2 separate regions of the Anser cygnoides genome follow, and region 1 is linked to region 2. Evidence: chromatin contacts called from public Hi-C data. All regions are on one chromosome and are shown on one strand. The core of a region is the stretch at or near the end of the contact, and the rest is flanking DNA. Distances in the headings are between cores, read along the strand shown. Region 1 overlaps MAST2 (microtubule associated serine/threonine kinase 2). Region 2 holds the start of IPP (intracisternal A particle-promoted polypeptide).

Region 1 (3,543 bases), core at 693-3,192, 64 kb after region 2:
AAGACTTGAAAGTGAGGACAAGGATCTGATAATGTGGAGAAGGGGAGAATCAGGCCTTTTGCAGAGGAGTAAATGCCATTATAAGCAAATTGCAGAAGAGCTTCTTTGAACATAATTGAGTATTTGAGCACTAGGCAGTGCCTAGAGTGCTTTCAGAGATTTACCTTTGTCACAGCTTTAAGGCATCTCTGGTGGGAAAAGTAAAATGCATATGCTATAATTCTGCATATTTTCATGATATATTCAGGAACATATGCTTCACAATGGCATTCAAAACTGATAGTCCTGTTAGGATTTTCATTATGGAATTTCATTCTAAATAATGAATGTGTATCTGAATAAAGAACAGCAAATAATTGTGACAAATTCTGTACCAAAGTTATGCTTAATATATAGTGCATAGTACTTGAACACAGTCAGCATCTTGCTATGAAGTCTTTTCAGGTCAGCATTTTTTTAACTTCAGTTAAGTGAATTTCATTTTGGAGTGGACTCATTGGCTCAAAGGAGGTTTTCATACTGGAAAGAAGATTTGAACACCCTTCTGTGTAACCTGAGGCTTGTCATCATAGGAAATATGAATTCATAAAACTTGCCTTGTGATAATTGTTAGGCACTAGACTGTCAGTTTGAATGATTGCAGTTCTCATTATCTTCAGATGCTGTGTGTTACTTTTTGTCTATGAATATGTTGAATTGATTTTTGGCACATGCAGTCAGTTCTGCTCCTGACAGCAGCACTATTGTAGGTGTAAAGTGAGAAACTGCTGTAGTGTGCATGGAAAATTAGCTTTTTTTTTTTTTTCTTGGGGAGGTGTGAGGAACTTAAGACAATACAAAGAGTTATTCAGACAGTCTTGAATATACATTGTCACTGGAACGATGCTTTGTTCCATAAGAGTGTTCTGTGATTCCTTTTGGCCTTTATATAAGAATATACGGATGTAGACAGTAAAAACAAACAAACTTGAAAAATCTAAAGTATTCAGAAGTTTCCTTATATATTTTGATTTTTATTTTATTTTTTTTGGTAGGTATTACTGTAGGCAGCATGAGATGTCCATGTTTAGTATTTTAATGTAGCTGCTTTCTGCATCTGGTAACTATTTCCTAGGATGCGGTAGGTACTAAGAAGGTCAGTCTTCAAGCATGAGATAGTTAGGTTGCCTGAGTTTCAAGCTACTTTGTTCCAGTAATACACACTGTTTTGAGCTTTAAGTTATCTATAAAAAAACCCTCATAAGTCTGTGACTAACAAAAGCTTTGGAAATGCTCTAGAAATTAGTAGCGTAATCCCCTGTGTTTGGCAGCTATTTTGTTGTTTGGTGTGTTTTAACTGTACTGTGTTATTTTGGTTTATCCAAGCCATGCAGTGCATCTTCCCAGCAAAACAGTTACAGCTCTAGAGACTCGGTGATTGCTTATTTTACAGCTTTGAGGAAAATGGGAATACAGTTGTTTATATGCTTCATCTCTGGACAGCTGTAGCTCGGAATCTTGCCTAAGAGTTAATCTACAGTCCTTATTACCTTGAGATTACTAGAGGGGGAGAGGTGTTATCACTTGGCAGAGATAAGTTCAGCCTTGTAACTGAAACAGTACTAAAGCCTGAGGCTTATGCAACAATCCTGATATCTGAACTTTGATAAACTGAGATACAGAGAGGTTAAATCACTTGGTCATCAGTAAAACTGGGAGGAAAGCATACCTCACAGACTTTCTGTGAAGCTCAGTTTATTAATGTTAGGAAAACTCAGATGGACAGGGCTATGAAATAACTTATTCCTGCAGTCACTTTATAGATAGTGTACCTGTATCACTCACCTATTACTGATTCTGTTAAAGGTACTGTTCAGATTCTGAAGTCAATTATTCAAAGCAGGAAATGCCTTGGTCTTTTTTCTGGGCTTTACTTCATTGTTATTGCTAACCTGAGCATTTCTGCAGTTTTTAACTCTTCAAAGGTGGGAACTGCAGAGTCCTTGGTCTGTGAGAATATGAGCTTTAAAATCAGAATAACCATTACACTTGCAGTCTTGATTTGGAGTCCATATAGTTCTTTCCTTTACAGACTAGGAGTAATTACCAGGGTGTTTTTTCAAAGCGTCATTTATTATTGGGAATACACGAGGAAGATTACTGTATTGCAACATTTTGGACTGATCCAAATTTTGTTCACTGAAAAGCAGTTGTGGCTGGCTAAGAATGTAAAAGCAAAATTTATTGTGCTTCTTCTGAAGCTTTGTTTGCTTCTTGCTTTTGTAGTTTATTTCAGTGACCAAGTTTCCATTTGGGAAAAAAATAAAAATGGATTCTGCGTACATCATGAATATGTCATGTTGAAACTGTAGTGCAAGTATGCAAAAATGTATGTCAGTGTGAACTTTAAGTTATTGGCAAGGGGAAAATGTTTATAATAGAGGACTGAAAGAAGTACAGGGTTTCAGATCTGTCATGAAAGGATGTGAAATGTAATTAACCTAAAATAACCTTTAAAATATTTTTGAGCCTGATAAATTAAATGAGCTGTTGAGATAACTTAATGAGAGATTTTAATTTTATACCTTAAATAATATCCTATTAAAATCCTCAAGATTTTGCTTTGTGATGGAATCCACTGAGACTTACATTTTCGCAATGACCTCATGATTCAGTAACGTTGTTAATATATTTGGTGTGTATTTGAGGGGTATTGTCTAGGTTAATGGCAGCATTTGTTCTTTAACTGCTTGAAGCCACAAAGCTCTAATTGAAGATACAAATGTTCAAACCTCATTATTTTAATGAGGTCATATGGTATAGCAACAATAAAAAATAGTTACACGATGAACCCCTATTGCAGAGTTGCATAATTTGCCCATGGAAGCAAAGTATTGTGTGAAACTTGAAATTAAAATTCTCTGCCTTGGATTTTAAATAAAACATGCAACTTTAAATCTAAGGTGGTTTCTGTATTTGTCTTCACTCACAATTAGAAGGAAGTATTTGGTAGTCTTATGTTAAAGGTATGCAGCTATGTTGTTAGTTTACACAGATATGGTTACACTGCACACACTAAAGTTTTCACACTGGCTTCTAGTAGAAGCAAATGTAACCAGGTAACTCTGCAGAGATACTTTTGGCAAATTTGCATCTTGAATTTTCTGAATATTGATAATTGAACTAATTTACTTAATGAGTGTTGCCAAGGAAAATACATAGTGTGTTTATCACTGTGTCAAGAATCCAGGGGTCGGAGGCAAAGGTCAAAGTGTTCATTACTGCTTTCATTTCATCAGGGTTGCCAACCTTGGTTGCCTGTCTGCAGCTTTGTATACTGTGCTATCTCTAGTGAGAGCCGGATCCTTTTAAAGACTCCTGACTATTTTGATGTCCCTAAGTTTGTGTTCCTACTATGTTCTCCCATAAATATTTATTTTTCTCTGTGGCTTCCCCTATCTCCAGAAAACAGGAAGAAAACTCTCCCCAGCAAATATTCATTTTCATTATTTGACAGTAGCTAGAAAAGTTATGAGTTAGACTGCTTTGTGTACAAGTACACTT
Region 2 (3,699 bases), core at 896-3,395:
AAAAGCACAGCAGCAACAGCCATTAGCTACTTCTAGCAGGATTCAGACTTTTCCAAGTTGCATGACTCCTCCAACACACAATGGTCACCTTGTAGGTCACGTAACTTGGGCTACTACACTTCATTGCATCACTACTGACATGACTGTTCATGTTCTCAGCGAAACGCAGAGAGCAGCCAACAGCTTTTGCTATCTTAAGATTTTGTTACTTCCCACAGGGTGAAACAAGAGAACACCCTTCCAATACAAAACTATAGCACTGGTGAAAACTTCTAAATTGCATGTATCCCATCAAATGAACCATAAAGTTCTAGACGGAGAAAACTTCAAACTTCAGGAGAACAAGAAGTGAAATGAAACTGCATTTGCCAGAATGTGCTTCCAATAGGGAACAACAGACAAACCCTCTGCTGATTTACAGCTTTCCACCCATGGCAAGTAACGTCTAAAGGCAGATCTAGGCTTTGAATAACATGTCATAACGACATGAAATGTGAACGCTCCCGCTCTAATTCTAAACAGAAAGCAGGTAAGCCCTGCTCATGGCAGGGGAGTTGTAACTAGATGATCTTTAAGGTGTCTTCCAACCCAAACCATTCTACGAATCTATAATATTGCTATTTTTGTATCTTCTCATTACATAAAAATAGTTCAGTATCTCTTTCAGTACTGTAATGTGAGATACTACTACATCATTTGTTTTACAAGGTTCAAACAGCCACATTCTAACCTACTGCATAAAGGTACTTCCTGGCTTTCCTCCGGGGACGACCTTTAGAAGCTTGCAGAAAACTGCTGACCTTGTTTTCTTTGGGAGATTTACAGACTTCACAATATTCTTTCAACAGAGTTTGAAGGGCCACCCGAAGGCTGAAATCTGGAATACCTTGAGGAAAAAAGGATATTAAAAAAGGCATGGTGAAAAGTTATATACAGTAAGTAACTCAGCTGTAGAAAAGTTACCACATTCTCCTCAAAACAGCAGCCCAATTAAGATTGCATAGTTTTGTAAAACTTTTTCAAAAACATGTATTTAAAGTAAGCTGTGCTCATTTGTTAAAAGACACAACTCATCTGGTATAAAGTCAATCTTTTCACTCCTTGTGATATTAATCTAGCAAAATCTATCACAATATAGCAGCTCTGTATTTGAGCGAGGCATGCGTTGTTCAAACATCTGATATTCCTTCTTGCTTTTCTTCACTTACCTTCTATGTATTTTAAAAGCCTTTGCGCTGGTAGGAGAGGGAATCGAACAGGCTCCAGCACTTCCACCACGTACTTCCTTCTTTTCCCCAGATCCTTCAAAATCCACTGCATGGCAGCTACGAACACCTGGTACTCATCCTCGATGCTCAGGTCCTCGCTCCGCAAGATCTTCACCAGCTGCTCCTTCGTCAGCGCCAGGAACTCCTCGCCGCCCTGCACCTCCAAGAAGTGCGCGTGGATGTAGCTCTCGGTGAACTCCAGCAGGTCGTGGCAGGCGATCTGCTCGGCGAACTGGAAGAGGCCGATGCAGTTCAGGGGGTCGATCTGCCCCTTGAGGAACTCGCAGCACAGCTCCACCACCTCGCTCAGCTGCAGCATGTCCGCGGCGACGATCAGCTCCTGCACGTTGTGCTCCCCGATGCTCACCACCCCTGCGGGCAGGCACACGGCGCCGGGGCCCCGCTGTGGGGACGTGTGGGGGGCGACGACCCCCGTCGGGAGGCCGCCCCGTCCCCCTCGGCGGCCCCGTCCCACCCCGTCCCGTCCCCGCCGTTACCCGTGTAGATGAAGTCCAGCAGCGTACCGAAGATGTCCGCCTCGACGCCCGCGATGCGCACCACGTCGCGGCCGCTCTCCTTCATGCCGCCCGCCAGCAGCGCCGCGAAGTAGGGGCTGCTGGCCGCCAGCACCAGGCGGTGCACGGCGAACGCCTCCGGGCCCACCTCCAGCCGCACATCGCAGAAGCTCTGCCCGGCGCGGAGCCGGTTGATCTGGGCCAGGAGCAGGCGGGCGTGCCGGTCGCAGAAGGAACTGCTGCTGCTCCCGCTGCTCCTCACCGCCCCGGCAGCCGCCATGGCGCTGGCTGAGGCGGCACCGCCGCCCGCCGCCCTGAGGGGCGGCCCCGGTGCATGCGCAAAATGGCGGCGGCGCCCCCTGCTCCCTGAGGGGCTGTGTTGCTCAGCGTCCTGATCCCTCAGCGGGTGTTGGGGTGTGTCTGTCGGTCCGTCTGCCCCCTCGGCTGTGTGATGTCCCTGTCACTTGGCTCTCTGGAGCCTGGTTGCCCGGTGGGCGCGCTGTCAGCTCTGTCAGAAGATTTCTTGTGTGAGGTTTCATCTGCTTCGCTCCCTGCCTGTAGTGCTGAAGGGGAGCAGCAGATGTGCGCTGACCTCAGTCATATTTCCCTCAGGCTTGCCTTTCCCAGCCAGTTTAAGGTGTGCTTGTGAGGGAAAAACATGGCAGTGCTGGGGGGAGACCACAGCTGGCACCTGCCCAGGGAATTGCTTGTCCTTAGCTCGCTGACTGAAGGCACAGCCAGCCCATACACTGCTTTCTGTGTGGCATCATGCTGTGTTTGGACCTTCCTCTTCAAGCCGGAATAGATGCTCCATCACAGCACCCTGTAGTAAGTACTGTGTGGGTCCCTGGGGTCAGAGCTGATCCTGAGGCACGGCACGCTTCCATCTTTGTGTAATTCACTGAGTCATTGCGTGTCTGGGCACTGACTGAGGGAAGAGCAGCACAAACTAAGTTACACGCACACAGTCAGTGGGTCCGGCAAAGCCAGCACTGATTCAGAGACAAAAGCATCCCTCCTGAGTTTTCCACAGCCATTCGAGCAACGTGACATGCAGCCAAAGCAAAAAGCAATCAGAGAGCCTCTTGGAACACTTCCATATCTATTTATTGTGAGAATGGGAAAGAAAAACATGTCTGCTTACAGTTACAATGGTCATGGCCCCTCAGGCTTTTCTCATGATTCTGCATTTCATTGTAATAACTTTTAAATGTGCTTCTAGAAGGAATCTGAACTGTGATACTCCCTGGGGACTGTTGGTTCCTCCATTCATCAGCATTTCATTCTTGACATTAGAATGGTAAAATTACCTTTCAAGCTGGCCTTAAAAAAATACTCATAGAAAATATAGACCTAGATAGAAAAATAAGGTTTTTGCAAGCACACACAGATGGATGCGTGCTGGTATGAGGCAACATACATTTGGATCTCGGCTAATAAATACTTTGAGATTTTTCTTTCATTGATGAATCGGTAAAAGAAACCAGACCCCTCTTTGTGCTGACATTTTATTCATCGGAAGTGGCCTGTGAGTAAAAGGCTTAGAATTCTCCTAAATGCCAGTGGCTCAGTTGCAGGCTGATGTCAGCTGTTAGACACTTAGCCAGCACTAGGATTTCACACCATAGCGCCAAATTTACAGACACAGAATACTTTGCTGAGACTGCTGATTTTGCCCCGAAGGCCTGTCCTATACTACATTAACGTGGCTGGATGGTTCTACATCCTGAAGAGGGCACTGCTTCAGCGTATTTTTTTAATAACCACACAGAAGCCATACAAGATGGAGCTAATGCTCCTGTATACTATTATGTATCTCCTAAAACAAGCTGTAGATTTTCAGGAATAAGTCTGAAAGTACATTTGACAGTGTGAAATTATACTGTGTAACGAGGAGCCTTTTGATTAACACACAC

The links. Hi-C and Micro-C count contacts between places; a contact is called where the count stands out from the background.
Region 1: a Hi-C map of liver shows a contact between it and region 2, with 4 times the contacts expected there. The contact joins the enhancer-like site here to the promoter of IPP in region 2. A contact is called at or near these places in 7 of 7 Hi-C or Micro-C datasets (blood, fetal liver, granulosa cells and 1 more).

What each region holds. Positions count from the first base shown.
Region 1 is chr8:23,947,164-23,950,706 of Taihu_goose_T2T_genome, forward strand. All of the region lies in intron 3 of MAST2 (microtubule associated serine/threonine kinase 2), which reads left to right. Among named protein-coding and RNA genes, the nearest start is that of MAST2, 32 kb to the left of the region's middle. Within about 2 kb of position 1,943, at least 1 of the 3 cell types and tissues checked has open chromatin away from gene starts, as enhancers often do. A contact at or near this core is called in liver, where this site is marked.
Region 2 is chr8:23,882,786-23,886,484 of Taihu_goose_T2T_genome, forward strand. IPP (intracisternal A particle-promoted polypeptide) reads right to left here and starts at 2,146. Exons shown (of 8, transcript XM_048059149.2): 1 at 1,766-2,146; 2 at 1,209-1,640; 3 at 731-886. The coding sequence starts at 2,063. LOC136791352 (a long non-coding RNA gene) reads left to right here and starts at 3,089. Exons shown (of 3, transcript XR_010833152.1): 1 at 3,089-3,699.